Linked DNA regions of Columba livia: region 2 is linked to region 1. A link is a contact called in public Hi-C data. All regions are on one chromosome and are shown on one strand. Each heading gives the region's core, a stretch centred on a gene start, on an enhancer-like site or on the middle of the called end of the contact. The rest is flanking DNA. Distances are from core to core; before and after follow the strand shown. Region 1 overlaps SPTBN1 (spectrin beta, non-erythrocytic 1). Region 2 overlaps ACYP2 (acylphosphatase 2).

Region 1 (4,706 bases), core at 1,503-4,002:
TACTAATCAGAATAATTTAACTAACGGTCTGCGAGTGCTTCCGAGGAGGTACCATTTTGTTGCTCTTTGCCTTGCAGGAGGGAATGCAGCTCATTGCAGAGAAACCAGAGACTGAAGCCGTGGTGAAAGAAAAGCTGACGGGTCTCCATCAGATGTGGGAAGAGCTTGAATCCACTACCCAGACCAAGGCTCAGCGTCTCTTTGATGCAAACAAGGCGGAGCTTTTCACCCAGAGCTGTGCCGATCTGGATAAGTGGCTGAATGGTTTGGAGAGTCAGATTCAGTCAGACGACTACGGAAAAGATCTCACCAGCGTCAACATCCTGTTGAAGAAGCAGCAGGTAAAAGGAGCGCAGGTTGCGGAGTGGGCAGACGGCAATACCTGCACTCAAAGGAACACATGGGGCATCCTTTCTTTTTAGAAAAGAATTAATTTGCTTTTCTTTCTTCCTGTTTTTTCATGTAACTTTAAGAAGAACCAGAAATGCACCCAGACACCCAGCCATAGATCTTGTGATACAATCTCTACCTAATAATGCCCTCCTTCCCCACAGTAATATCTCTGTTCTGTCTGCCGCTCTAGTCCTGCCGTCACTGGTCGTTCTCTCCCTGACCAGCATCTGTTCTTCCTCCTTATGAAGCTGTTGACATACCCTGGTCATATCAATTGCTTTTACCCCAGTTTTCAGGACCTTTTTGCCATGTTTCTGTTTAGATGCTAGAGAATCAAATGGATGTCCGAAAGAAGGAGATCGAGGAGCTGCAAAGCCAGGCACGGGCTTTAAGTCAAGAAGGGAAGAGCACAGATGAAGTAGACGGCAAGCGCCTTACTGTAGAAAAGAAATTTTTGGAGCTGTTGGAACCTTTGAACGAAAGAAAGGCAAACCTGCTGGCCTCCAAAGAGATCCACCAGTTCAACCGGGACGTGGAAGACGAAATCGTGAGTATAAAAGAAATCTTCCTCCCTAGACAACAGGAAAATGTCACAGCTATTGCAGCGCTCTCACAAGAAGAAATCTCTTGATCATGTCTCTCAGTAACATGTTTGAGTGATGCTGCTTTTTGCGTCTGGTGTGCACCAGCCCCTCTCTGCTGCCCCAGCTGTATCTTGAAATCAAACGTGCTTTTCTCCTCTTACTTCCAGCTGTGGGTCGGAGAGAGGATGCCTATAGCTACATCTACTGATCATGGACACAACCTTCAGACCGTGCAGCTACTAATAAAGAAAAATCAGGTGAGTAGGTGCTGTTCAAGCTCCACACCTTTCATTTCTCCGTAGTGCTGACTAATGCAGGAAGGAAAGGCTTGGGGTAACATGGTGGTGCTTCAGAAGTGCCTTTCTCAGTACAGTGTCTCATCAATCTGCTTCTCCCCATGTAGACCCTTCAGAAGGAAATTCAGGGACATCAGCCTCGTATCGATGACATTTTTGAGAGGAGTCAGAACATCATCACAGAGAGTAGCCCTAATGCTGAAGCGATTCAGCAGAGGCTTGCGGACTTGCAGCAGCTGTGGAACCTCCTCATCGAGGAGACCGAGAAACGCCACAGGCGCCTGGAGGAGTCTCACAGAGCGCAGCAGTATTACTTTGATGCTGCCGAGGCGGAGGCCTGGATGAGCGAGCAGGAGCTCTACATGATGTCAGAAGAGAAAGCCAAGGTGAGCAGCTCCACAGTGACACTAGTTTGGATTTTATTGCTCAGCTAGAGGGGAAGAGGTGACATAATTGGAACTGTCACTAATGTGATAGTAACACAAACAAGTCTAATTCCCTTGTGAAACTTCAAGTGATCATCTCTTCTATCTGTTGTGACACCTGATGGTGTGGAGGATAGGCCTTACTGTACCAAACCAGTTAAGCATCCTCAGACTGTGGCTGGCAACTGTGTGCCTTCCTTTGCTTATCAACAACACCAGTTAACGCTGAGAGCTGGGGGTTGTTTTTCTTAATCACAACAACTCATAACAAGTTTGGATCAGAATTTGTCCACACACTTTGCTGGAGAATCCTTTGGCGTGGGCTCCCCAGGATTGCTTTCCTTTGACCCAGGCTGTCCTTGAAAAGCCCGACAAGAGATGTGCCTAAAACTGTTCCATTTTTCTGAGCCCTGCACAATCACCAGTGTTGTGTAAACACACAAAGAGCTTCATAGAAGAGGAAATTCATCATGCTCAGTGCACAGCTGATGTAATTTTGTTCTGCATCCCAGAGGGGCTGTTGCATTCGCTCTTTCACTTGTTATTTTGCTTTCTGCTGGTACCATTTGCTGTAAACCCAGCTATTAATATACCATTGTCAGGACAACTTGTCTTGCAGTTGTACTTGGGAGCAGTTCTTAATAAATCTTTTTGGCTACCGCTTTTTGCTTGCACGCCAAGTTGTGCTTGCTGTGTGGTGTCTTCCTCTGGAGCAGGGACTTGACTGGCATTTTTGGTCGCCATTGCAGGATGAACAGAGTGCGGTGTCCATGCTGAAGAAACACCAGATTTTGGAACAGGCTGTAGAAGACTATGCTGAGACTGTGCACCAGCTGTCAAAGACCAGCAGAACTTTGGTGGCAGATAATCACCCAGAAAGGTATTAACTGCCATGTCTAATTAGATCAGGAGTTCTTTTAGCAGTTCGGTCATTCCATTGAGTTGTTCTAACACACAAAGACTACAGTTCACCCTCACTCCATTCAGGATGCCTGTTGGACCACCCTGATTTGGCCAGAGACGGGGTCCTGGCCAGGACCAGTACGTGCAGCTGCTGATTTCTGGATGGTACTGGACACCTTCAGTATATACCCGTTGTATCACGTATACAGGCTGGTGGTGTCAGATCTGCCTGCACTGCTGAGCCTGCCAGCAGTCCTGAGAGACAAGAGTCCACATGCTCCTTCAGCCAACGCTTTTGTCCAGCCCAGAGGGTCGCAGTCATTGATCCTTCTGGTTGAGGGCAGCGCTCACCAAGATCTGCCTCCTCTCTTGGAGATTCTAGTGGAATCAGAGACTGAAATCTGAGGCTTTAAACATGGGCACTTCAAAGCCTTGGGTTTGGTAAATTTATCTGAGAGAGAGAGAATTCAGGAACCTTAAGAACTGTGTTGCTGTAAGAGCTGCAGCTAAGCAAACAGAATTCTCCACTGGCTTGGACTGCAAGGTTGATTTGACTGTCAGGCTGATGTATTTTGATAACTGCTCTGCCTTTGCAGATAGGAAGATAGGACTAACTTAGGGAAGACTCTTCCTGCCTGTGGGTGCTTGTGGGAGATTGTTATTTAGCTCAAAAGCACTCTCTTGTGGTCGTGATAATTTCCTGGCTGAGCTGAGTACTGGAGGGAAGGCCATTTGACAGGGCTATATGGCTCAGGCAAAATATAGGTAAAAGTTATGACAAGTAGAAATATTAATCACTTTTGGAAATGCTTTAGGGAGTAAGAAACCCATGAGTACTCCTGAAATTCAAAGCAGAATTGAAGTGAAAACCCAATCCTACTTGCTTCAGCAGCTCAGATCCTGCCTGTAATTTTGGGAGAAGACCCCGATGTGATCTGTGGTCAAACAAATGTAGAGCTGGGTTCCCAGCTTCAATCTTCAAAGCCGGGGGGTTGTATGTACAGGGCAGAGGAGTTTTGCAGCTGGTGCAGTCAGCTGTGCCAGCGGAGGCTCGGTGCAGCGTGTCCGAGTCGTGCATGCAGCAGACGTGCATTCTGTGGATCAAATACCCCAAGAGTGATTTTTATTCCTTGTAGGTTTGTTGGTTTTGTTTTTTTTTCCCATTTACTTTTATTATTCGTAAAAGGCGGGGAGGACTCAATGCTCTCTGTTGTTTTCCAGTGAGCGCATCAGCATGCGCCAGTCCAAAGTGGATAAGCTGTATGCGGGCCTGAAGGACCTGGCCGAAGAGCGCCGGGGCAAGCTGGACGAGAGGCACAGGCTGTTCCAGCTGAACCGCGAGGTGGACGACCTGGAGCAGTGGATCGCTGAGAGGGAGGTGGTGGCCGGATCCCACGAGCTGGGACAGGATTACGAACATGTAACAGTAAGTTCTTTGGGCCTGGATGCTGCTTGACCTTCCTTTTCTGGATGCTGCACACAGCCGATGCTTAATATAAAGGGGCGGCTGTCTTGCTTGGTTTGCCCAGGTCAGTTTGTAATCACATCACTGCACGACTCTGTTTTCTCTGCATTTCAGATGCTACAGGAGCGATTCCGAGAATTCGCGCGAGACACTGGAAACATTGGACAGGAGCGGGTTGACACCGTTAACCACATGGCAGACGAACTCATCAACTCCGGACACTCGGACGCTGCGACAATCGCAGAGTGGAAGGACGGACTCAACGAGGCCTGGGCTGATCTCCTGGAGCTCATTGACACGAGAACACAAATTCTAGCAGCCTCTTATGAACTGCACAAATTTTACCATGATGCCAAGGAGATCTTAGGACGTATTCAAGACAAACATAAGAAGCTGCCTGAAGAGCTCGGTAGAGACCAAAACACAGTGGAAACACTGCAGAGAATGCACACAACGTTTGAGCACGATATCCAGGCGCTCGGCACGCAGGTGTGTAGCAGGCGAACGGCGCTGGGAACGGGTGTAGGAACCGGAGCCGTGGAGCTGTGCTGCCTCTGGCCCCTCCGTGCCTGGGAGAACGTGCTGGCAGCTGCTTTACAATGTATTTCTGTGGAAATAACCTCATCTGCCTCGTTACTTA
Region 2 (4,706 bases), core at 1,249-3,748, 160 kb before region 1:
AGAGGAGTTTGAAGAGGTTAAAGATGGGGAAAGTGTAAGATGTGAGAAAAACACCATGAGGCACTCCAACGGTACGAGTGCGTGGAGTGAATCCCAAAGCCTGCATTTGTTCTGGAGCAGGAACGCAGCACAGCTCCAACCCAACCATTTTCCAGCAGCGCTGTTTTGCTCCTGACCCTTTTTGTTCTACTTGGTATCACTGCCTGTGTTGTGAGGCACAGTTTGGAAGCGTCCAGGACAGGCTCAAGAAACAATGCCTTTATGTGATTATTTTTATATTTTTTAATGCAGGCTGCAAGGTAAAATATAACCTGGAAGGAATGATGAAGCCAGTCCTGGTGATCTATTTTAAGCATTATTGTAATGCAAGTATAGATTTGAGATAGTGACCAGAACTGGTATAAAGTGGAGAAAATAAGATTTAAAGCAGGAGAGCTGGAGTTGACTGTCCATATTTCAACTTCTCCAGTGAAGTGAGGGTATGTTAGAGAAAATCAGTTGGCCGGGTGACTGGTGATCTTTGGAGAGTCTTGGGTAGGTTTTCCCCAAGCCTGCTGGAGTTTCTTCAGCAGTTGTGCTGGAGCCTGGATTTTGTCCTAAAGTGTGGAAGTAATTGTTTCCCTGCAGACATAAAATATGATTATGACTAATTACTTCAAAAGACGACATGCAAAATAGTTTCTTCTGGAGCATTTAACAATTTAGCAGGGACATTCTGACTCTGGAAGGAAAAAGTGGAAAATGATAGGTAAGTATGAAGGGTTTGGGCCTGAAAAGTGTTGCATGTGCAAGAAGTTGCATTCTTTATTGGAGCATTCACTTTGTGCTGAACACAGATCAGCATGTTTGTTGCAGTGCTGGAAGGCATCTTTTCCCTGTAAGTTTGCTTTAATATGCCCTGCTCTGTAACCTCTAGATGGAGCTGTTTGTTCTGTAGATACTTTCACCTATAAATACTTCATTTGAAGCAAATCTATTTTTAGATACTTATGGCAGAATCCATCTTCTTCAATACCTTTTTCCTGCTGTATTTTATAGCCCTGTCTGTTTGCTGCTACTGCTCCGCATAGATAACACCCCTTCTCCTTGGATACTAAAAGCTCATTTTTGGTCTTTTACTGGTCTGTAAGACCAAGAATACTGAAGTCCAAGAAAAGCGGAGTCGCAACATTTCTAAAACATAATGAAATAAGGTTTTATGGTAAGCTGAGGTTGTTTTTGCCAGCCTGGATATTGTTAAATGGGGTAGAGGAGGTAGTCCTTTTGTGTCTTTTTTTTTTTCCAGCAAGACTTGTAGCACAGGGTATTTCATCGTAGTATCTTGTGATATTCTTTTCCATTTTATTCATCAAATAAGGTTAGAGCCTTTGTAGTCGTTGTGGTTGTTGCCATAGCAACTTGCATTGATGGGCTAGAAATCACCTTCCTGGGAGAATTTTTGGAACTTTAAACGATGACCAATTACTTAGTTATCCATTATTAAAGGAATATAAGAATCTTGTAGTGTTCAGAATTTATTCCAAAAATCAAAGATTTCAAACCAGGGTAACGCATCAAAACGTAAAATCTTAGGATGTTTTTTAGACCCAAGAGCACAGAAATTATTCTTCCTGTCTTTGTAGAAAGACATGTTATGAAATATAGATTGCTTGTCTTGGAGGTGTTTTTTAATTAGTAAATTAGCCCTAATTTAATTTGAATGTTTTAATTTTTAATATTGATGTTGGGCAAGAAGAAGAAATATTAAACACATAAATGACATGAGACTTGAAAATTACTTTAGTGTGTATTTGCATAGAAAAAATGTAGATTTTTACAATGTAAAAGGGGAGAAGGAAGCTCTGCATTAGTTAATATCACAACTGCCATTCTCTCTGTTCCATTAGTCAGGTGTATCCAAGGTTCCTGTCTGTACCAACTGGCATTGAATAAATACGTTTTTCCTCAATATAGTTTTTAATTGTTTGCGGAGAATAGCCATAATGGCATGAAATGGAACTAAGTGCTAGTAAAAAAACCCTCCATATTTAGACTAACTGGGTTCCTTGAGCAGAACTCTAGATGTTAATATGCAATTTGTGTTGAGATATAAAGTGAACAGGTTTTAGTCTGCATGTTGAGTTTTTTCTCCATTTTAAAAGGATTTTTTAAAAAACTCAGCTCAATCTAGGTTTTATTTAGGAGAAGAAACTGTAACACTTCTTTGCACATTAACTTAGATTAATGGTGGAAATGATCCTGCAGGGGACACTTGTACAGCCAAGGAAGTGGTTTGGGTTTTTGGATGCATTTGAGCCAGCCCTGATATACCCAGAAGGCTGCTATGGGAAAGGACACAGAGGCACTTGAGTGAAAAGTTCAGAGAGGCTGGACGTACTGATGTATAACTCAATTTTACCTTGTTTTTTTTCCCATCTCTTCCCTCCACTCCCTCGTCTTGCATTCCAGGGAAATAGCGTTTATTTGGTTAATGTGGTACCCTGAGATCTTCCCCTTGAACTGTGCTGGATGTTACCAACTATCCTGCAGAGTTAACAGTACTTCTTGTATCTTCGCCTTTGTTTTATGTGGCCCCTCTGAAGGGGATCCTGAAGCCTCTTTACAGAGAATAATTTATATAAACTTGGAGGAGGCACTGGGCTTGATCTCACATCCTTTTGCTCTTGAGTTGATTTACTGCGTTCACTGTGTGTTACTGGATTAGAGGCTTTCTTTTCAGAGCGGTTATTCTTTGTGGTGTTTTTTTCTGTAGTTGGGGTGAAACAGCTGACTGTTTTAATCTATAATGAATACTCTGCTGTGTACTTTAAGTACTTTCCAGCGGTGTTCAGACTTGTGCTCCTATGCAGTGATGCTGTGGGCTCTTCCTGCTTGTTTCCCCGCTGCTAAAGGAACAAAGGAAGTCTGGAAAGAGCCTGGAAAGTGTTCAGAACTTAATGAAAGAAAAGCAGAGTTTAAAATGGGCAGCTGATATTAGGTTTGAAAAAGGATTCCTTGAACTCCCAGTGACAATTCTGATGGAAGAGGGTCCTGGACAAATAGTTTTCCTTCCCCTTTTTGACTCTACACCACACAGAATCACAGAATGTTAGGGATTGGAAGGGACCTCGAAAGATCATCTAGTCCAATCCCCCTGCTGGAGCAGGAACACCTAGATGAGGTTACAATTTTAATATTTACTAGAAAACAAACCATCTGGAGCTACAAACCTAATCTATTCCTGCTCAGAAATCTCCAAGCAATCTTTTAATGAGATTTCAGTCATCGTATTTTTGGATCTGAGCAGGTTTGATCTGCCATATAGGACCTCACCTGAAATCCTGTTATGCTGTACAAATGCCAATCCTGAGCCTTTTTCCCCTGCTCATTGTATCATATAAGCCACTCCTTGAAATCAAATTTCAAGGTCAGTACTAGGAAACTTTTCATACAGCACAGCTATACCCCACAGTCAGTCTGCATAGGTTTAAAATCTTTAAATGTAGATGGCGCAGTGTTTTGGAGAGGAGATTTTTAAGAGTTTAGGAAAATGAGGTGGTTTGGCTCAGTGTTCTAGGAGGGTTGGAGAAAAGCAGCTGCTGCCTGTTTGAGATCTCCCTGGGCTGCCCTGCTTTCACAGGCTGCGGATCTGAGAGCTGGGACCTGGAAACAGAGATCTTCCCTGTTAGCTGGGGCAGGAAAGACGGGAGCTCTGCAGAGGCTGCTGCACAGCCAGGGGTGTTGGAAGGGTTGGTCTCGACCAAGTCTGCATAGCACAACTGTCTTGGGGCTGTGAACTTTGAAAGCTCAGGCTGCCCTCATGGGCAAACTGGCAGCATATTTGGATGAAAACCAGTTTGTTGGGGTGCAAATTCAGTTCCTTTTGGAGATAAATCTGTTCAAACACCTAGGGCAGCTGCCTGTTTTCCAGTGAAGCACACCCGTAACCTGTCTGTGGTTGCCAGTATATATGCAGAATTTTTTTGTGCTGCTGTTGCTTGTGCTGTGTTCTGCTTGGCTGGGAACCTGTTTGAGCAGTGTTGCTTGCCTTCAGGAACAGGAGGACACATTGCTGTTCCCTGCTGTTTGTCACAAACATCACTTGTGATGTCTGCTTACGTTTAAAAAAAAGTCGTAGGTAGGATGCGATCAGCTTTATAACAGCTCAGGCAAACAGGGCTCCTGTGATGCTCTGCAAAATGACTGCTCTCCATTTGGCTGTTTTGTTTGGTTTTGCTGGATTTTTTGGTGAGAGCATGAATTGCTATATTATGTCATACTGGCCCCAGGACTGCTCGGCAGGAATCCCCACGATGTGGTTGTGGGACCTGCTGGGAAAGGGCTGCCTGTCCGGTGCTGAACCCTGCCAGCACTGTTGTCTCTGTTTGTGTTTTCAGCTTTCTTTGAACTGCTATGTTCTCCTAATGAGGGGCAGAAAGTGCTGAATATTAGCATGAGTGAAATGAGATACATCTCTGCTTGGTTTGAAGATTGAAGTGCTTTGTATGCGAAGTGTGCCAGGGATGTCAGGATATCTATCAGGATCCCTCAAAGATAAAGATCTGATGGATTTCTGTATTGTCCAGTTCCTGTAACGCATCTACCGCTTTGTGTGAAATTCAGCTCTCAGGACCTACTCTTACTCAGCCTAGGGCACGCTTAATGCTATTTATTGTGGTTAATTATGTCATAAATGCATCAGTAATGATATAGAGTAACTTAAAAAA

What was found. Hi-C and Micro-C count contacts between places; a contact is called where the count stands out from the background.
Region 2: a contact with region 1 is called in a Hi-C map of crop, with 4 times the contacts expected there. The contact joins two enhancer-like sites. A contact is called at or near these places in 2 of 2 Hi-C or Micro-C datasets (crop and liver).

What each region holds. Positions count from the first base shown.
Region 1 is chr3:120,566,642-120,571,347 of bColLiv1.pat.W.v2, reverse strand. SPTBN1 (spectrin beta, non-erythrocytic 1) reads left to right here. Exons shown (of 36, transcript XM_065059928.1): 20 at 78-341; 21 at 716-940; 22 at 1,145-1,234; 23 at 1,381-1,659; 24 at 2,448-2,578; 25 at 3,823-4,027; 26 at 4,181-4,555. Among named protein-coding and RNA genes, the nearest start is that of EML6, 17 kb to the right of the region's middle. Within about 2 kb of position 2,752, at least 1 of the 3 cell types and tissues checked has an H3K27ac peak away from gene starts, as active enhancers do.
Region 2 is chr3:120,725,768-120,730,473 of bColLiv1.pat.W.v2, reverse strand. All of the region lies in intron 3 of ACYP2 (acylphosphatase 2), which reads left to right. Among named protein-coding and RNA genes, the nearest start is that of ACYP2, 11 kb to the left of the region's middle. Within about 2 kb of position 2,498, at least 1 of the 3 cell types and tissues checked has an H3K27ac peak away from gene starts, as active enhancers do.